Linked DNA regions of Rattus norvegicus: region 2 is linked to region 1. A link is a contact called in public Hi-C data. All regions are on one chromosome and are shown on one strand. The core of a region is the stretch at or near the end of the contact, and the rest is flanking DNA. Distances in the headings are between cores, read along the strand shown.

Evidence for each region. Hi-C and Micro-C count contacts between places; a contact is called where the count stands out from the background.
Region 2: a contact with region 1 is called in a Hi-C map of the A7r5 cell line, with 4 times the contacts expected there. The contact joins the promoter of Foxc1 here to the enhancer-like site in region 1. A contact is called at or near these places in 4 of 12 Hi-C or Micro-C datasets (the A7r5 cell line, Schwann cells, mammary epithelial cells and 1 more).

What each region holds. Positions count from the first base shown.
Region 1 is chr17:32,045,303-32,050,380 of GRCr8, forward strand. No RefSeq gene overlaps it. Among named protein-coding and RNA genes, the nearest start is that of Mylk4, 170 kb to the left of the region's middle. Within about 2 kb of position 3,084, at least 8 of the 93 cell types and tissues checked have an H3K27ac peak or open chromatin away from gene starts, as enhancers often do. A contact at or near this core is called in the A7r5 cell line, where this site is marked.
Region 2 is chr17:32,842,047-32,847,124 of GRCr8, forward strand. It overlaps Foxc1 (forkhead box C1), which reads right to left and starts at 2,054. Exons shown (of 1, transcript NM_134338.2): 1 at 1-2,054. The coding sequence starts at 1,497.

The DNA.
Region 1 (5,078 bases), core at 1,834-4,333:
TATATCATGGGCAAAACCAGGCATGGCCAAATGCAAGAGCAGGGGCTTCTAGCATTTTAATTGCAATTAGATCCACAAGGCAGCTATCAAAGTGCACTTGCTAAGGTTTATCCAAACCCTGGGAATGCTTCAGTCAGCAAAACTGGACAGGAAACTCTCCAGAGAACAAGCTGTCTCAGAAGATTTCCGTTACCTGCTGCTTCCAGTCCGACTGAAAATACCTCCAGGGCAGCCTTTCGAATGGCGGTTTTGGCACTTCTGCTCCCAGATGGAGCCCCGGAGTGCAAAAGTGCACAGAAATGAAATGTCCTGGGAGGGGAGTTGATTAAATGTTTTCAAACCTCAAAAAAGAAGAGAAATGAAAAAAAGATCAGTTCAGGTAGAGTTCAAGTTTGGGGGTCAAGCTTGGGGGACCCCTGGGGCTCTTTTGTAGTGAGGCCATTAATTGACTCCTTGAAATTGTACCCTGGAGAGCGGACCACGGGTGGCACTGTTAGTTCACAGTACTGCCATCCCTGCTTTGTGTGGTCTGTTTGTCACTGAATGAGCCTGGAATCCAGCTGGATTCTGCCTTCTAAAGAGATATCTGAGCCGAGGCACAGAAGAACCAAGCAAGCCTCCATTCCGGCCCCCAACCTGTTTCTATTACAAGATTGAGATATTCCTTTCGAGATAGCCTTTCCTAGAGCTACCCTTTTACACTGGAAACCTTCAGCAGACCAATGATGCCCTCCTGAGATGCTGCCAATGGTGATCTAACAAACAAAGCAAAATAAACAAACAAAAACTCAGTGTATTGGGTACTAAAGTTTCTCACATCTCGGCCAGTGGTGAGCCCTTTCCAGATGTCTGCTGTGGCCAGCTCCAGGATCACTGATATTTTTCTGAAGAGGAAACTGGTCTTCACCATTTAGGGTCAAGAGCAATCCATGTGACTGCTACAGACATGTGAACTGTCACCTCTCCCTGGGCCTCCCTACCCTCAGCCTGAGGAACTGGCTACCTTTACTAAACTTTATCCTTAGTGACTTTAGTCTTCTGTCCTGCTGGCCATCAGAAACAGGGCCAACAGGATAGAAAATATCCTGGGTGTGTGTTCTGTCCCCTCTCTATAGCTCAAGGCTACACTGATTACTATTTCAAAAGAACGCTCGTAGACCCTTCAGTTGAATGAAAATGGAATCATAGTATGTCAGAACATGGCTGAGAAACTTTTCCTACAAATAGCTAGATAGCTAGAGAGAAGTCTACTTGAACTACTAACCACTGGGAAAACAGTGCTTAAATAAGTGGTATAGTCCTGCTACAATAAAATTTTATATATAAAAGCGGCCTACAGTTCAGATTTGGCCCAACAGTTGTTTGCTTATCCCTGTTTTAGATTCAACTATTTTCCTTTTCTTTTCATTCTTAGTGCTGGGGGCTTTAACTTAAAGAAATAGGTTTTCTGCCACTGGGTTATACCTCCAGCCCTAGAACCAACTTCTGTTTGTGTATTTTACCTCATGAGTTTGACAAAGGAATACTAACTGTGAGGATAAACGACAGTCCCTAGGTTGCTCACGCATTGTATCATTATACATGCGTTTTTAATATTTATTTTTCGCATTTAAGGGAATATTCTGTATAACATGCAGGTTCTTCAGCCTAGCCCGCCCTACTGAACAGACTGCATGCATGTCACTGCTCAGTGCAGTGGCGGGAGCTCGCTCAGGCTTCGACCTTGAAAGTAAACATCAGACTTTTCATCTGAAGTCAGGAGACATCTCAGTTTGTATGGTTCACAGTCAGGGCTTGATTCTCAAACAGAAGCCTCCTTTCTTCTTCACGGATTCGGTTGCGACATAAGACTTTGTACTATGTCCAGTACTACCAAATCTGAGCCTGGTCCAAGGACCCCTACCAGATCTACCTGTGCCCAGAACCACAGCCCCCCACCCTACCCCAGGAGACAGGGTAGAGGAGGTCAACTCGAGGTCACCCCTTCTCATCACAGCAGAACATGTGCAGAAGCTATCTGATTGCACTGTTGGCTCCATTACGTTAACATGTGCACGTTCAGCCACACAGGTGAAACTGATTTATGCCAGGCTGCAGAGGCCAGGGGCTGCCCACCATGTGGGAAGACTAGGATTCTTCTCACTTGGAAATTGTGAGAAATTCAATTTGAATGTGCACCCTTTTCACCCCTGAGGCAAGCCTGAGGCCACCTGAATCAAAACCAGATGGCTTCTCAGGCCTAAAGATAACAAACAGCAGTTCATAGTCCTGTCGGCAGAGGACCACCGGAGCAAGGGCCGGCCAGACATGCAGCTGGCTGGCTTCTAGAACTCTGCCGCGATGCATATTAATGTTCAGCAGATCTGGAGTGGAGCCTCAGCCCTCCCACTACCCCCAGTGCCTAAGAACATCCCATCATTGTAAGCCAGTTACTTGAGACTGTTCAAGTGAAGCAGGAACCCCTGTGCGCAAAGCCTCACTTCCTTTGCCATCTGCCCCATGCAGGGGCCCGTTTAGTTTGGCAGAGCAAGCAGGTGCCCTCCCAGCTCTGAGATCTGAGCTCCATCAGTCAGGAGTCAGCGGTGACCCAAAGTCTTGGGTGGCCGCCTTCACACGCACACTTCCTGTCAGCTGATCCATCCGCCACCCACACACTGAATGTCTTGAGTTCAGAGATTCTTGAAGGAGGGGGCGGCCCACTTACAAACCTTGCCTGGAATTACCAGGGCAGCTAAAAAACAAGACTCGGCTTTTTCACAAACAAAAGAGGTGAGAATTTCAACACAGAGCCTGTGAAATTCGAGCTTCACGCTTTGAGCTGATTGCCGAAATGGGGCCTTATAAACAAAGGATCATAATGTCTACAAGTTTCACCCAAAATTGCATTTGGAGAGGGAAGAGGGAATTATATAGGATGTTTTCTCAGAAGCAGGGTTTATAGTGGGGACCCAAGCACATGGCCATCACCAAAATAGATGTTTCTTCCCCCACCAGCCGATCACTATATTTCTGTGTGTCACACTTGCGACCCAGGAGAGCCCTAAACAGCCCTGCAAGTCACCAACCCATCTCCACTGTGTAAAAACAAAGTCTAGTAAGCCCCAAGGAATGTGGAGGGCTTGGCTTCTTTATCTATTTGAAGTACAAGCCATCCATTTGGGTACTCAAGACATAAATCATACACAGATTACATCCCCTGAGGACTTGCAACTGTTTTTCTCATGTTGCCCAAGCTCTGACCTTGGTCTCAACATGAAAAGTAACCATGGAATTCCTGCTGACTCCAGGGCCAGTGGGTGTTGGGCTGCAGACCCGGTGCAGGCATAGGTGCCAACCCCTTGCAGCCAGAAAACAATGGCTAACCCGGGCACCTGAAATTTACTCCCCAAGAGAGGAAAACACAGGTTAGGGTGGGGCTTTGTTCTCTCTGTCTTTCCTAGGAGCAAGGTGGTGCAGCACATTGCTTACCTGATGTGCTGGAAGTGCATGCAGATGCTGTAGCCTCTGGAATGAGAAGGGAAAGCCTGCACTCAAATGGCCCCTCTGCAGACAAGGCTTCTGGAGGACTGCGCTTAATGTCAGATCTCACCAACAGTGAAACAGAAATAAACTAGACTTCTTCCTCAGCCCAGGAAAGAGAACTGCCACAATTGCCATTACATCCAAAGGACCACTGATAGGGATGGTAAGCTTGAGCAGAAGGCAAGGGGAGGCTCTGTGTTCTGGGAAACGGGAGATGTAGGTGCTCACTATGGAAGCTGGCACTTGTTTTAGCAAGTACTGTGTGCCCACTGCTGTCTTAGAGCTTCTTGTACCTTGTTTCCCTCTCCTGACAGCCTTATTACATGAACTCACATGAGAATAACAGACTTATAGAAAGTCCTTGGACTATAATGGGGAGCTCATCTAGTCCACCATGAGCTCACTCTTGCCCACAACTGTCCCTCAGGCATCATCATAGCAGACAGCTACCTGGTCGGCAGCTGTGTTTTCTGTCCTAGTTTTCTTTGGGATGCAGTGTGTGACTAAGTCACTGCCAGAATAACAGCAGTGTGTTAGGAAGTGGATACACATGCAGAGACACACGTGTGTACACACACTACACACACATGTATATACACATACATTTCAGGTGCTTATATATATGGATAAGTGGAAACTATCACTGTGCCAGCCTGAGGGGTCAGTAAGTAAGAAGAAACAATGGCTCTCCCAACTCATATTAGGTTTTGTTTGTTTCCACTGTGGCAAAACACCATGACCAAGAAAACTTACAAATGATTCACCTGGACATACAGTTCTTGACAGTTAGAGCCCATGATAGCTGAGCTGAGGCAGCAAGCACAGTGACTGGAACAGCAAACCGAGGGCCACATCACGAGCTGCAAGCAGAGAAGAGCAAACTGAGAATAGCAAGAGGCTTTTAAACCTCAAAGCCCATTTCCAGCGAAGGTGACCCTTCCACAAGGCCACACCACCTACACTGACCGAAATAACACCACCAACACAACCAAGTATCCAAACACCTGAGCCTATTACAGGAAGAACATTCTCATTCAGCTCTCCACCTTCCCACACACGTTTGTCTACGTCACACCCAGTACTTCAAGGTGATATCAGGGGAAAGTCACAGAGCGTTTGGATGGAATGCATGTTCTGAAATGTCACATTTTGGACAGTGGTGATCTGAAATCAGATGAGAGTGGGCAAGGTAGCTGTGCTAAAAGGAGGGGACAGGACTGGGTCCTGGCAAGGAGGGAATATCTGTGAACAAGGGCAGTAGGTAGCTCTTCCCAAGGCCCTCTGTGGGTTTGCTGGCAAGAACAGCTGAAGGGCAAACAGTGTTAGCAATGCCAGCCATCTAGGATGTACTCCAAGGACATCTACATCCTAGGCAAATTACAAAGGTGAGCATAGTGTATATTGAGTCCAAAGTCAGAGAGTTTCTAGTTCAGATGTTCTAAACCCACCATTGGAGTAGAATACATTTGGGTTCTTTCTCTAAAATCTCCCCGTGATGTGCACGTATGCCCTGATGTGCATGAAGAGTTAAAATGTGAAGTAGGGGGCAAATGGGA
Region 2 (5,078 bases), core at 804-3,303, 800 kb after region 1:
GCCAGGATAGCCCGCGGCCGCAGCAGCCGCCGCTGCGCTCGCCAAGTGACCCAGGTCTCCACCTGCCTGGTTCAGGTACCACGAGGTGAGTCGGCCTTGGTGGGACGCAGGGTGGTGGCTGGTCTCCTGGCCGCCCCCGCCGTGACTCAGGGACGAAGAGCTGCTGCTGGTCGCTGGGGGCAGCGAGTAATCGGGCAGGGGGTCGTCCACCGCCGCGCTGCCCCCGCCTCCGGCCGGACCCTGCAAGTGGCCGCCACGCTCGCCCGCCGCGTACAGGCTCATGGCCTGCAGGTTGCAGTGGTAAGTGGCGGCGCCCCCCGTACCCGCTGCGCTGCTGCTGCCGCCACCTCCGCCGCCGCCGCCGCCGCCGCCGCCCGAGCTGCCCGCACTGGAGCTCTGGCTGCAGGGGGAGCTGTAGAGGGAGCTGTGGCCAGGCGAGTAGGCGCCCAGCGCCAGCGGGGGCGCGATGCCCGCGCGCGAGGACGCAGCGGCTGAGGCCAGGAGGCCGGAGCCGAGCTCCGCAGCCGAACCCTGCGGCGACCCCCGCAGCGACGTCATGATGTTGTCCACGCTGAAGCCCTGGCTGTGATGCGGCGGCGGCGCGGGCTGTGGCGGCGGCGCGGGTTCTGCAGCGTCCAGGCTGAGCGGCCGCGCCGAGGGCAGGCTGCCCGGGGGGCTGCTCCCGCTCGACAGGCTGCTGCTGCTGCTGTCGGGACTCTCGATTTTAGGCACTGTGGCCGCACTGCCGCTGCCTAGGGCGGCAGCCGGGGACAGGGGCTGGGGCGGCGAGGGACACGTACCGTTCTCCGTCTTGATGTCCTGGATGCGCACGGGTGGCTGCTGTGGCCCGGGAGCGGAGCCCTCGGCCTGTTCCGGGGGCGCGGGCGCGGGCTGGCGGCCGGCCTGCGGCGGCGGCGGTTCCTGGAGGTGCAGTCGGCCCTTCTCCTCCTTGTCCTTCACCGCGTCCTTCTTCTTGAAGCGCCGCCGCCGCCGCAGGAAGCTGCCGTTCTCGAACATGTTGTAGGAGTCCGGGTCCAGCGTCCAGTAGCTGCCCTTGCCTGGCTTCTTGTCGTCGCGGGGCACCTTGACGAAGCACTCATTAAGCGAGAGGTTGTGCCGTATGCTGTTCTGCCAGCCCTGCTTATTGTCCCGATAGAAGGGAAAGCGGTCCATGATGAACTGGTAGATGCCATTCAGGGTGATCTTCTTGTCCGGGGCATTCTGGATAGCCATGGTGATAAGAGCGATGTAGCTGTAGGGAGGCTTCACCATGTCCTTGGGCTGCGGCTGCGGCGTATAAGGCCCGTAGGCGCGCGCCATGCCGCCCGGGTACTGCTCGGCGTGAGCAGGGTGCGAGTACACGCTCATAGGGGCCGGCATGGCGGTGTAGCCGCCCCCGGCCGCCGCCGCGGCAGCGCGATAGTAGCTCTGCTCGCCGCCGAGGTAGGGCACCACTCCCAGGGAGTTGGGGCTGGACACCGAGTAGCGCGCCTGCATGGCCCCGGCTCGCCGCCGCCAGGCGCAGTCCGCCGCCCCCCACCCTCGCTCGGGCCGGGCCGCGCCGCACCGGCCCCCGAGTCCGAGTCCCGGCCGCGCCGAGCTGCTGCGGGCCCCGCCGCGCTGCGTCTGTCCGGGCCGCGGCCGCCTCCTTGCGCCCGGGGCTGCTCGGCCTCTCCCTGCGCTCGCCTGGCGCCTCGCTGCCCACTCAGTTCCCGCGCGGGCGGCGAGGGAGGGTCGCTGCAACCGGGAGAGGGCCGGACGAGGATTCCGCAAGCCGCCTCGGAGGAACGTTCAGAGCAACTTCCAGGCGCAGTCGGGGCAAAAAAAAAAAAAAAAAAAAAGACAAAAGTTCAAAAAAAATTAAAAAAATAAAAATAAGAAGGCGCCCTGCTCGCCACTGCCTGCGCCTTCCAGGAGACACTGCTCGGGGCTGCTAGCTAAGGCGGCCAAATAACCAGGGGCGGGGGCAGCGCGCCGGCCGCCTTCCCGGGCCCCCGCGTCACCTTTTCTCAGTCTCTTGCGCCGGCCGCTTAAGGAAGCATTGGGAAAACTTCTGAACTTTTGAGCATCCGTCACCCAGGCTAGGACTTTTTTACGCAGTTACATTTTTTTCCGGGCAGCGGAGCCCCGCCCCACTACGGAGGCGGCAGCCAATGGGAGGCGAGAGACGCCTGTGAATGAGCCAGCGGCCGAGCTCCGCCGGCCCGCTCCTGGCTGCTGGAGGACCGCGGGGCTGACCACACGCGCGCCGGCTGCCCGGGCCCGGCGCCCGCGCCCCTGCCCGCAGCCCGCGGTCGGTCCTACTACCGCACCCACCCACTCACTGCCAGACACTGCCCTTCACCCCCTGACGTTCTCGGGGACTGCAGACTTTCGGAGTCCTCACTGGCCCCAGGACCCTTCCTGCGTCCACAGTTCCCAGTCCTCCACGGAGCCCTCGAGTCTCTCTTCGCACAGGATCTGCCTCACTCCTTAGTCTATCTTGCTGTCTCCAGCGCCGGGATTTCTCCGGCCTTCCCAACCCTCCCCCTATCCCTTGGTCTCTCCTTTTCGTAACATCCCTCTCTCTGCTATCGCGGGTCACATTGACATCCCATCCACTCTTCACCCGCAGGTTCTCCAGTCCGACTTTAGGTTTCAGAGGCTCGGTCACAGCCGCGGGGGTTCCAGTGAGGAAGAAGATGGTATTTCGGTGCCTCGCCCCACTCCCTGCTAGCTGTAATCGGAGAGGATAGAAATTTCAGACTTTTTTTTTAAAAAAACTGATAGACTATGTAGGCCACATTGAGGAGCACGGAGTTCACGAGCGTTCCGTTCCAGGGCTTAAAGGAACTAGAGAGTTCGGGCTAAGACGATTCCAAAAGTTTCCTCAACAAACCACTCGTTGTCCCTTTGTCCTGACCAGCACATTTTGGCTCATAGGGCCAGTTAAGTTCAAAAGGGCTTGGTGACATTAGCAGTTGTGATGAAGAAGAGTCAGATAAATATGCCCAAGAGCTTAAGGCTTCCCCCAAGCCACTCTCCGCCTCTGCCCATCCTAGGGCAGCTGCCTCATAGAGTCTGAGTTGGAGGAAGTGTTCAGAATTGTACCTACAAGACAGCTCAAAGATTCTGATAGATAATCCCTGAATGATCCTTGAAATTCGTGATTAGACCTCAAGTCTGCAGCCTCTGGATGACTGGAACAGGATGGGTAGAGATGAGATGGGGGAAATGGAGGGTCTGAGAGGATAGGCCTCCCTCTGACTGCAAAACAACCCTGCATTTCAGCAACTGGTCCAGAAAAAATTCTGACAGAGTGGACACCAAGTCCTTTACTTGAAGATGGGTTTGAGAGCCTGTGAAAAAGTGTTTGTGACTTACTTTTCACCTTGGGTTCCTCAGATAATCTTTAAGGGTTCCTCTGGTAATCTTTAAGGCTAGGACTTGCTGGGAGTCCCTTTTAGTTTACCGACTTGAACCTTCCTTCCCTCACTAACACACACACACACACACACACACACACACACACACACACACACACAGCACCTTTCCCTTAGTAGATAAGGAGGACACTGATTTATGTAGTAGGCACAGATGTGTTGCTTAAACATACATACATACATACATACATACATACATACATACATGTAATTTCAAAATGGTCATTTATATTAAGGGAAGAGGAAACCCTATGTTTCTAGAATTCGGTGAACACACACATACTCAAAGGGAAGCCATTGCATCCTAGTCTAGCACAATTTGGGCTCACTTGATCTCCTGTTCCCAGATGTTTGCAGAACTAAGGCACTGTTGGTCTGGGAGAAGTAGGTTTGTCATCCGGAGAGTCCGAAGCTGATTCCTAAAGATTCTTGCATGCGGCAAGAGTTTAAGTTACATGCCTTAAAATATAAATTTGTGTCTCCTTCTAGCCCCCACACCCATGCCTCACCAACTCAGGATGCTGTGGCTTTTAAATCCTGGGTCTGGCCCTAAATGGAGTACAATTAGAAAGCGATCGTCCCCTGCACCTTGGCATTTGGTTCTTAAGCTGTGCATACAACCAGCTGTGTGGTAGGATGAACGAAGCTTTTAGCAACTTCACACGCAGCTTTTAGCAACTTGTTTGTTTTCTGATTGTAGGGTTTCCACATTCCAGCGGGCCGGGTTCTGTAAGAGACAATGTGTTGGACTGCCCTCCTCCAGTCCCCAGTTGCTCCCCAACCCCCAGCCCATAGAAGTGTAAACAGTTTGTTCTGCAAATAACAAATCGAACAGCAGTGGTGTTTTCTGTTGCCCTCCCGGCTTTGGATAGAAAATTGGCCATTGTGAAATTCTTATTTGGCACGAGGAGGGGGTGGTGGTGGTGTTCAGTTTTACAGAGATCAACTTTCCATGGTTGGGTTCTGGATAATCGCCAGGAAAAGATATTTGCATTTGGTTTTTATATGCTTACTCGGAAGCAAACCTCCAGTGAACAGTTTGATTGTATTTCAAGCACTCACTGTTTTATTATTGTTGTTACTGGCTGTTGTTTGAACATGAAGATGCAGTCTTGGGGGGGGGGGGTACAAGCTAAAGTTTTAATTTTCGTGCTGAAGTTTCGGATGCCCCCTTCTGTTGTTCCACTCTGCCCTCCCCGCTACTACCCGTGACTTGATTGGGACAAATACCGCAGGACCCCTCGGGCATCCTTTTTGACGCCTTAGGTACTTGCAGCTTGAAAGTCCCCGCAGGCGACAGCGGTAATGAATGTTTGGTGGAGTGGTGGCTGGGCGCAGCCGACCTCCGTTCCCCTCTCTGACCCTCCAGGAGAGGTTATAATTCCCCAGGCACAGGAGAGGGGTCTTAGCTTTGAGAAAAAGGCATGACGTCATGGTAACGGTTTAAAAAAAAAAAAAGAAGAACGAGGCCTCTGTGGGCCCCTCCTGCACAAAAGCACCGGGAAGCGGGATGTGGCAGAGCTCCTGGAACGCGGGATTGGGGACGTGGTGACACCACAGGAATGGGGAGTGGGGCCAAGGGCCAGCAACACCGAGGCAGGTCACCAGAACCTGGAAAAGCTATTTTCCGACTTCTAGTTAAGGGAGTAAGGATTG